2 separate regions of the Hordeum vulgare genome follow, and region 1 is linked to region 2. The links are chromatin contacts, called in public Hi-C maps. All regions are on one chromosome and are shown on one strand. The core of a region is the stretch at or near the end of the contact, and the rest is flanking DNA. Distances in the headings are between cores, read along the strand shown. Region 1 has its middle 150 kb from the start of LOC123414036. Region 2 holds the start of LOC123414036 (transcription repressor OFP1-like).

Evidence for each region. A called contact is a pair of places that touch in the nucleus more often than the background predicts.
Region 1: a contact with region 2 is called in a Hi-C map of leaf, with 4 times the contacts expected there. The contact joins the enhancer-like site here to the promoter of LOC123414036 in region 2. A contact is called at or near these places in 2 of 6 Hi-C or Micro-C datasets (leaf and seedling).

Annotation. Positions count from the first base shown.
Region 1 is chr1H:454,320,619-454,325,992 of MorexV3_pseudomolecules_assembly, forward strand. No RefSeq gene overlaps it. Among protein-coding and RNA genes, the nearest start is that of LOC123414036, 150 kb to the left of the region's middle. Within about 2 kb of position 1,678, at least 2 of the 3 cell types and tissues checked have open chromatin away from gene starts, as enhancers often do. A contact at or near this core is called in leaf, where this site is marked.
Region 2 is chr1H:454,174,022-454,179,017 of MorexV3_pseudomolecules_assembly, forward strand. LOC123414036 (transcription repressor OFP1-like) reads right to left here and starts at 3,401. Exons shown (of 1, transcript XM_045106633.1): 1 at 1,692-3,401. The coding sequence starts at 3,308. The coding sequence ends at 1,923.

The sequences.
Region 1 (5,374 bases), core at 428-2,927, 140 kb after region 2:
AGTGAGGTAGCGCATCAGATTGTGAAATTCAATTTTGATAATAGGTCCAATGGTATTCTTTGTAATAGTTTTCCGCCTTGGGTTTTGATTGTTGTATCAAATTATTCTACTATTTTTAATTAAATAATATATGGGGTGGTATTAAAAATACTTTTTTTTTCTTTTTTTCTTTTTCCTTTTCTCACACTTTCATTGTTCGAATATTATTTGATCTATCAAGGGTAAAAGCAACACTCTATAATGATGAATGATATATTTATTCATAACTCAACTTAACAATATGATGTAGAGACTGTATGTGAATGTCGCTGACAGTGTATACCATGATGTACAATGACCAAGTTGTCGCAGGAGGGGAAGTATAAATCGGTTTGAGGATGAATTTCCTATTGTTGTAGCTAACTCTTGATTTCGCCGATGGCAACGACAACAATTGATATGGCAGTTTCAGCAGTGAAATATATGAAAGCAACAGAATGTGTAGTGATTTCCTGTACCATTGTTTTGTTAGTTATGTTGAAACCCATGTGTTCCCTTGTATTAGTACCCCTGCTAGTATAAATGCATATCAAGATATGCATGGTCTCAAATGAGTACTACCATAGATTTGTTTGCAATAAAGTTATTCCTTTCCCGTGTTTATTGTCTACAAAGTTTTCCATTAGGGAAGCTTGACACCATAGGGTTTGGATCATGACATTGTTGAAGCCAATGTATTGTTGCGAACAACCTGTTGTTAAATCGTTAGAAGGATAGTATTATTTCCAATCCATTAGGGTTCATGTTTTAGATGCCTGCATTTTCTTAGATTTATATCGGGTTATCCGGTGATGTGTGTTCGTAGATGCTTTCGTCGACTACAAAGATGTATGTGACAACTTCGTCAATCTCGACATGATGTGTCAGCTCGTGGTGTTCATAGGAAAGTATAGTGTGCGTGCATTATGAATGTATGAGCGATTGGGTATGCATTGCGTATTTCTTTTCTTAGGGAACAGCCAATTTATTTGGTCATGGCCAAAAAAATAATTTGAGGGTCACACAAAAATTGATAATATAACATTTTGGGCCGGATCCAAACACACCTTCACCCAAAGTATTGTATCGCCGAGTAATTTCACAGTCGTACGTTAGCTTGCCGATCCCCTATAATTTTGCTTTATCGAGCATCCGCTGCCGATCATATCGAAATTGATCAGATCAATTCCCGCAAGAAGATTTGATCCGATCAAAAGAGAGCCGCACAAAGTATCAAACATTGAGCACAAAGATGGAAGCACAACACTAGCTGGGTCCATACGTACACCATGACATGCCATCCGTTCATCATTGATCAACAGTGCCTGTTGCTAGCGCTTTCGAGTCTACTCAAATGGTTCTAGACACACATTTTGCCCATGCAAGATAGGTTTGGAGTGGATGCCTACGTAGCTAGATCCCCAACAACCAGTTCTTCTTGACAACAAAATGTTTTCTTCCGTCGATCATTTCAACCAGGAACGAATGTAGGCAGGAGGCAGCGGCGGAAAGCAGCTCGGCTCTTCTTCCCTGGGTCTAGAACCAAATGAAAGCCCAATAGAAACTTTCCGGGTGGAAATAAATCACCGGACCTGACACTATCACCTGGCATGCATCCATACAGCCGCATGTACACGTGCATAGCCCCCGGTGGGCTCCCGGTTAGGCTGCGCAATCATTTGAGTGCTGCTCGTTGACAACGACGCTGTGCCGCAGCAGCTCCAAGCTTTTGGCCTGTAACTTTCCCGAGGCTTTGGCATCCAGCTCTTTTATTGAGTGGTTGCTCCATTGCCAAATCTTTGTCACAACAGTTGCACTTAGGCATGGCATGCCCACCTAGTGCCTAGCAACTGTAATAGATTCCTAATCTTTTGGTCTCCAGCCTCTGCCCACCTAGCGCCTAGCATGTCTGTTGATCAGATTTAATTTGATCTCGTTAGTTGTCACATTGGTGCTTTTCATCGCGGTGGGAGTGTGGGTCGCGACTTACTCGAAATGGAGGGGCAGCGTCGAGTCCCTGGGTCGGAGATAACTGGATAAGTCGTTCGTATGGTGCTGGCTTGCGTGTCACGATGGAAGGAGATTAGGCTGGTGTTGCTTTCAGGTCATCGGTTGCTGCCTGGTCGCTGGCGTCGAAAGGTCACGAGTAGTTGCTTCAGGTGGGCATTCTAAATTTTCTAACTACGCTCGTTTTCTTCAGGTGGGCATTCCCGGAGAACAGAAGCAATTCCCGGAAAATGGTCTGTTGCAAGCCTAAGTCACAAGCAAGTCTGACTCCATCACGAATCGCTAGCGCCTCCATGATCAGTGCACTAGCAGCTCGACCATACTAGATTGCTTGGTCCCTTAACATGATACCTTCATGACTCCGCAAGATCAGACCGGTTGCACCTTTACTTGTGTCCGAGAAGCTGGCATCTACCTTCATCTGAAGACAACCATCAGCCGGAGCCTGCTGCTTGGTTACAACCATTGCTGCTCGCCCTCCCATCGACCGCCTCATGGTGGAATGACCTATTGCAATGCCGGCAGTCCATTTAACAGAGTTTCGAGTCCGATCGAATGCTCCCTTAGTGATTCGTTGCATTCCTTTCAGATCATACTGCCCCTTCCTCCGCCTAGTGTGGCCGACCCCGTGCGGCTGACGTCGGGCCGCACCGGACGACCACAACCGACGTCCCTCTCGATCGACCGCGCCTCCCTCTTCGTCCCCTGTCGCCGGCGGACCTCCTCTGACCTTCGGGATCTGAGGCGACGGCCTTATCTTGGTCCTTTGCGGCGATGATGGCGGGCAGCTGCAGCCGGGAAGCGTCGGGAGACCTGCTGCATTCGGCAGGGAAGGCATGAGGTGGCAGCATGGGCTCGATCCTGACAAAGGCGGGCTGCTACCATCACGAACTGCTTTCTATCATCGGCTACGGTGACGGTTCGCGATGGTTTCTTGATTCTGTCACGTATCACGAGGATTATAGTGGTGGTGATTTCCTCCTCCGCCGAAGGTGGTCGGACGGTTTGTGGCTGGTTTGGCGGATCTCATGATCCGTCGTCTAGTCCCGGTTGGGGTCCTCGTGCTTTCTCGCATCACGGCAATGACCTTCTAGATTGGTCTTTCTTGATCTGGCCATCGACGTGTTTTGGAACGGTCGTCGAAGAATTTGCTTAGGATATCTGGATCGGTTAGATTCTGTTCGTGTACATCCATATCAGCCTACGAGGTTCTGAGGACGTGGCGCGAAGTTCTATTGACTGATGACACCTTGGGACATGTCGTCTTCTTGATTTTCATGGTGGAGACAGCAGTGGAGAAGGCCATCATGGCCGATATCGGAGAATCAGTTACACGGACGGAACCTTGAAGGCGATGGAGACAACCAGGTGTTAGATGAATCCGGGGAGCAACAGCGATTTGTGGGGCGGCAAAGTGGAGGATTTCAGCTTCAATGGTACTCCTGAGGGTGTCGAGTCGTGACTTTCAGGGTGAAAATCTAAGGTTTTGGGAGCGCACAATTTCTCGAGGGTAAAAAACTGAGATCTTTGATCAGACAACGACGGCTCTTATGCACTGTTCCCTTCTTGAAAGTGTTGCTTTTGAAGAACTGTTATGTTTTCTGAATGTTGTATTTGGTGGTGGTATGAGTGTTGTTGTTGAGAAAAGTTGATCACTATGATGGGACCTTTATTTTCATTTATTTTTTTCTTTCTTTGGTTGTGTGCATCGTTGATGTCTCGGTGACATCTTGTAGGTGCAGAGGCTTGATGTAATTGATATATTCGCGATATTAATATATTCTTTAAAAAAAATCATACTGCCCAACCTTCACATAAAAATATTATCAGATTTTCAAACACGTCAATAACTTCAAAAATATTCACGAATTTCAAAAACTGTTAATGAATTTGTGAATATACCCAGATTTCTAAAACTGTTAATGAATCTAAAAATATTATCAAATTTTAACAAAACCACCAATTTGAAAATATTCCCAAGTTTTTTACAAGAAATATTGATTTGAGAAATTAGTTTAAAAATCTATTATCAAAAATGTTAATAAATCCGAAAAAATCTGAATGTTAGAAATATTTACTGTTTTCAAAAAATGTTCACAAAGTAATGCTAGAAAATTTTAAAAATAAAATAAGAAGAAAAACGCAAAGAAAAGTCGGTTCTGGGAATGTACTAGAACCTTCTCAAAACCAATGAAAAGGAAAACCAAACAATTGGCCGGCGTATGTAGCAGCAAGCCCATATCTTTATGGGGCGTGCTACGCATTCGTTGGCTGATCTTTTTTAAAAGATCAGGTGCTCGTGGGCCGTCAGATCTTGCGTATCGATGCCCTTCATCATTGCAACATAGGGCTTGTTACAGAAATTATTTGTAACATAGGTCTTATTGCATAAATTTTCTGTAAACAAAAATTTGTTTCAGGATTTATTGCAATTCATGTTTTGTTGCAGAATTTTTTTACAGCTGAGGTTTTGTTGCATATTCTTTTTATAATAGCGTCTGTGTTGCATTATTTTTTATCCTCACCTTTTTTTCAACATAGTTGATGTTACGAAAGATACTCCTGCAACGTTGATGATGTTGCAAAGGTTGGAAAATGGTCATGAGGAGCCAACACGTCATGTAGGGCATATTTTATCTATTTTTCTCCGGGTTTTCTTTTTGTGTTTCTCTATTGGTTTCCATCAATTTCTTGTCAGTTCACTTTTTCAATACATGCTTTATTTTTATTTAAATACATGTTAAACACTTTCATCTATGCATTTAACGTTTTTAGGCTAGACATTGACCATTTTCCGAGCAGACGCTGTACATGTTTAACACGTTAAACCTATTCTGGAGAAAGGTTTAACATTTTCCGAACACATGTTATTTTTTCATTAAATATTAAAAATTTATCATAAATTACATGAGTTTTAGAATAATACGTGTAAAATATTTGTGTAGCCATAGAACATTTTTGAAATGTTATGAACAACATTTTTGAATGGTACAAAACATATTTATATGGGCGCGTATATACACAAGATATTAAAGCGGCTAAGCTAGCCTTCCCGTGCATTTGCAGTTCTAAGCGATGTCTGTTCCTACACCCGACACGTGCCCAGGTTTGGTTTCCTATTTTTTTTTACTGCTAGCTGTGATTTACCGCTGAAGACCCAAAGCCAACGAAATATCTGGACGCGAGGCCCACTACACTGGTCGTCGCCGCCGTTCGTCCGTCTTCCTCATCCTTTCCTCGATTCCATCACACCCCAATCCAACAGCCGCCCCAACCATGCCGCTGGCGACCCCTTCCCTCCCCTTCCAGTTCAGCTCCACCTGCTGAGGTCGTGGTCAAATCTTCCAAG
Region 2 (4,996 bases), core at 2,151-4,650:
GCCAGCAGCACCATGAGCAGGTAGGTGATGCCATTCAAAGCTCTTGTTACCACTAATTTCGTGCCTTGAGGGTGCGTGTTCAATACATGCGCGACCGGCCGACTCGGATCGAATGAATGATTGACACAGCACTGGAGCAATCCACTGCGGCCTGCCTGCGTCTTCCAAACGAAACATCTTGTCCATGCAGCCAAGTGGAGGACGGAGGAGGTGACAGATTGACTCCCAAGTCCTGTCGCCCATGCGAGTGACCCTGGGGGCAGGGTCCGGGGGGCGGCCGCACGGGGCCCAAATTTTAGTTTCGCGCTGGAAGCTTCGGCCTAGAGCCCAACAGTCAGCCGCACTGTGCCCGCTTCCACTCCCCTGGCGGGGATGGTACACGACACACAGTGTCACCGCCCTCCTCTGTGCGCGTACATGCGTGCTGACTCGGGGAGCGCGCGCGCGCGCACGCACGCACGCAGCCAAAGCCACGGCCGGGACAAGGCTAGGGCAGTTGTTGCGCGAATGCGGTGCGGTCCTGCCATGTCGAGTGATGTGGGACGATTTGGCAGATATCCGTGAGTAGGACGTACGTGAACGTGAGCAACCATACTATAGCTCTGCCTGTGCGCACCGAGTCGTGTCAAGACCGCGTCCTCATAGACCTGTAAAGATTGCAGAAACTAATCACGACCAGGTTCAGCCGTGCTGCCTCCGCGGGCAACCATTCGTCTCGACTCTTCTGTTCTCTTTCTCATTCAGCGGCCGGCAGCGTTTGCCAGGTGATGGGCAATCGCCGGTCCAGGATCGGTCACTCGGCACCCTGCTCGGCGTGTCGACAAGGCGATGCCACTTCTGGGGCATCATCCCATGTTTTCCTTGATGCAAAACAAGAAGCTTTCCTTCTGCTCCTCGAAGCCATGGCACCCTTCTGATCCGAGCGCTCGCAGCTGTTGATAAGGACCAGCCTCTCCGCCTTCATCACACGACCGCGTACAACAGTAGAAATGGAGGCTGAAGGGAATTTATTTACTACAGGTCCTGATCTCTTCATAAAACAGCCAAGTTTTTTGAGAGAAGAGAGGCTGAATTAACTACACAAAATCCGTATGTCGCACTCTGTCTCTACGATCATCTGGATCTGATTGGCTACAACACATCCTGGTCGATCGGACCATTTCAACTTGCTACATACAGCAAGTTCTTCTTGAAGTAGTTTACTGCATGCTACAGACATCCATGCCAGTAACAGTGTAACTCAGTAAGAGTCGTGCTACTCCACTGCTAATCCTTCCTGGTGTTTTTTTTTTTGCGCATGCAGGAGTATATGCTAATCCTTTGCCATCGGTCTTCGCACGGTGTTCCATCAATTAACTGGACAACTACTTTTTCCAAATGAATAAAGAAAGAAAAACTTTTGACTCTGTTTAAAAAAAAATCTTTTGTCTTGTTTCATAAAAACAAAACAAACTATACTAATAGTGACGAGCGTCCAAAATAAAGATACTACCAATGACGGTTAGTGCCTTACTGGCATGAGGGAAGGAACGAGATCCTCCAACGTAGAAGCAAACTACAACGTCACTAGTGACGGTTTCTGTCTTACTGGCATAAATCCAGTTCACAAGTGCAGTGCTCTACACATTGAGCAGCATCACACCATCATCACGCGACCAAGCATCCATTAAAGTAGAATCACACCGAGCACGGAAAGAACAAAAGCTTTGTCTTTTATTTTATTCACTCGCTCTATGGAGATGAACAATGCATGCAGAGTTGCAGACGCAGGAGGGTTGCAAATTTCCTTCTATGGAGATCTCCTATTAATCGCTGTCATTAACGAGATATAGACGCAATTAATCTAGTTAATTAATGTGGCAGCAATAGTAAGGATAGGATCCACCATTGCTGCACCACGGAGCTGCCATGGCCGGCGGCTTTCACGGCTTGGCGCTGGCGAGGCTCACCCAAATCTGCTCGAAGACTTCGATTATGAGGTCATGGTGCTCGGCGTCGTTGAGGGACAGGTAGCAGGCGAGGAGGTCCTCCAGGTCCTCGGCCTCGTGGATGCCCTTCGCGCTGATCATGTCCTCCATGGACTCGCGGAAGTCCTGCCCTGGGTCCTCCGACATCTTCACCACCGGGTAGCTGCTCACAATCACCGGCGCCGGCAGCAGTGGCGGTGATGCCGTCCAATTTCGCGCCGGCGGCTTCACTTTCTTGCCGGTGGCGGTCAGACGCGGGCTCTTGGCGAGCGTCTTGAGGCGGCGGCGCCCCGACAACGATGCCGAAGACAGTCTCGGCTTGCTGATGCTGCTCTCCTCGGAGGCACAACTTGCTCTTGCGGTCACGTCGGCGAGGTCGACGTTGTTGCCATCCTGCTCGTTTGGCTTAGGTTGTCTCCTCGCCGGCCTGGTCACGATTGGCCGGAGTCTTCTCTCGGGTGTGTCCTTTTCCTGCAGGTCGATTATGATTTCGTTATGCGACGCGATCACCTTGACGTTGAGGCCGTCGTCCGGCGGGCCTGTCGCCCTTGGCCTCCGGGGCTCCCCGCCGTCACTCTTGATGCACAGGTCACGACGGCGACAAGACCGGCCGGCTGCATCGACCACGGGCTCTTTTCCCTGGGCCGGCACCGACGCTGACGCAGGTGCTCTTTCTCCAGTCGCGTGGCCCACCCTGTGGCGCCTCCTGGAGCTCCTTGCCGGCGATGGCGCGTCCTTGGCCCTGGGCGGCTTCGGAGCCGGCGGCGCAGGGACCTCCCTGTCTCTGGTGGAGTAGTAGTACGACGCCCTGCGAGGGAGCGGGGCACGGGGCGACCCCTTCGTCGGCGTGACCGGCGGCTCGACGTCGGCTTCCGGCTGCTTGACGTCGTTGTCGGCCGCCCTGTTCCACCGTGACGACGGCGGCTGCGGCGCCGCCTCCACGCTCCACCGAGCCGACGACTCCCGGTTCCACGACGGCGGCTGGTAGGACCGAGCCGAGGAGGACCGATGATGCACCCCAACGCCGCCGCCTCCGCGGGGGCGCATGTCGCGGAGCTTGTAGAACCATGCGTTGGGTATCATGTCGGACAGCCGGAACTTGCGGCGAACCATGCGCCCTCGCCGGCCGCCGGTGCGCGCTCTGTTCGCTCTGTACGACAGTACGAGGTGGAGAGGTGGAGCAGGGGACCAGCGAGGAAAAAGAAAATACGAGCACGACCACGGTGAGGGGCCGAGGGACCGGACAAGGTTAAATAGCGGCAGCCTGAGGCCAACTCCAACGCAGCCCCAAAATCGTCCGCATTTTTGTCCAAACGGACAATCCACACGGGCTAAAAGCATCTATATCCGAACATTGCAAATATAATCCTTTAAACATCTATGAACGTGTCAGGTTAACTACTAAATGTATCCCTTATTTATCGGTCCGCGTAGACATACTTCTCATTTGCGTTCTCATATGTCCAGTCACTGATACATGATTGATGAAAAGGAAGAGAGAAAAAAATTAATAAAGAAAAGAAAAATGTGGACTCGTGTCGGGTAGCGTCCTACGTGATAGACTGATCGGGCGTGTCCGGGCGCCTCTGCAAGCCCTCGTGTCCTCCTTATATTTGAGATGGATACGAGGATCCGCGGAGAGGTCGCACGTATATGCTTGATATGAGAGTTTCGGTTGAGTCACTTTTTCCCTTCTCTCTTGTGTCCGGTCATTGACAGGGGATGTCCACGAACGTATGAGAAGTCATTTAAGGCGTTTTATTGTAGATGCTCTAAGAGCATCTCCAACACACGCTATCTTAGTCATGCGTGGGAAAAAACCGTTTTTTGCGCTCGAAGCCGAAACAGATGCTCCGACAGCAACACAATAATCGAGCTTGTCGTAAACTTGGTTCAGAGGAAAACGACATTGCGTACGGAATTAAGTCATGCATTAATTTTTTCTAAAGAATTAAGTAATGTAAGAAACATTTATATTTGTTTTTCATTAATTTTAGTCTTCTATCATTTATCCATACATTTTTAACAAGGTTACCGTCGCAACGCGCGGGGCATGGTCTAGTAACTCCAACGAGGAGATCCAAACGGACGCGCGGCACGGTTTGTCCACGTTTTATCCGTTTGGCTCGACATGTCCGCCCTGTTTTTCGGACATGTCACCCATTTTTTGTCCGCCAGCTTGCAGCCATTTGTCACATATGTATATAATTTGATCCTAAATTAACATAGTTCAATAAAAATACAAATATTGCATTGTTCTAGAATCACATAAATATCTCACAGTTTACAAGACGAATAAACATTAAATTATCTTAAATATATTTGATAGAAAAGGTGGCTGATACATCTAGTGGTTGTCAATGAGCCCACATATATTCAACCAAATTATCTTACAACTGAATGTGAGTTTTCCAATCACGCATCTGATGACGAAACTCGGTGAAATGTGTAACGTTGCCGCTACTCCATACTCAGGCACAACATTATCACCGTGAAACTGAAACTCTTGATTGTAGAGATGTTATGGGCGCTCATCCTCTCGTCATGTTGTATATGACCACACATGCATTCATCACCTCCAAAAGCTTCTCGGTGCTCCAAGTTCTTGTAGGATACCGAACAATAGCCCATCAAGATTGCAGAACATGAAAGGCACGCTCCACATCCTTCCTAGCACTGTCTTGCCCTTGGGCAAGTCTCTTCCTTTCTCTTCTAGGGTTTGAGGATTGTCTTGACAAGAATAGTCCAATGTGGATAGATACCGTTAGCTAGATAGTATCCTTTGTTGTAGTTCTGGCCATTGATCTCAACATTATTAGGGAGATGAGGATATCGGGAGGTTGACCTATCTATGGATGGATGGATGGCGACATCGGCGGAACATGACGGCGGCGACGGGAGGTGGGGCGGCCACATGAGTCGAAGGCGAAGGGAGGAAGATGATACTCGCCCGCATACCACCCACTAGCGGGCCAGGGGAGGAGAAGGGTGGGCTTCACGTGAGTCCGTCTTGTGTCCGCACAGACACA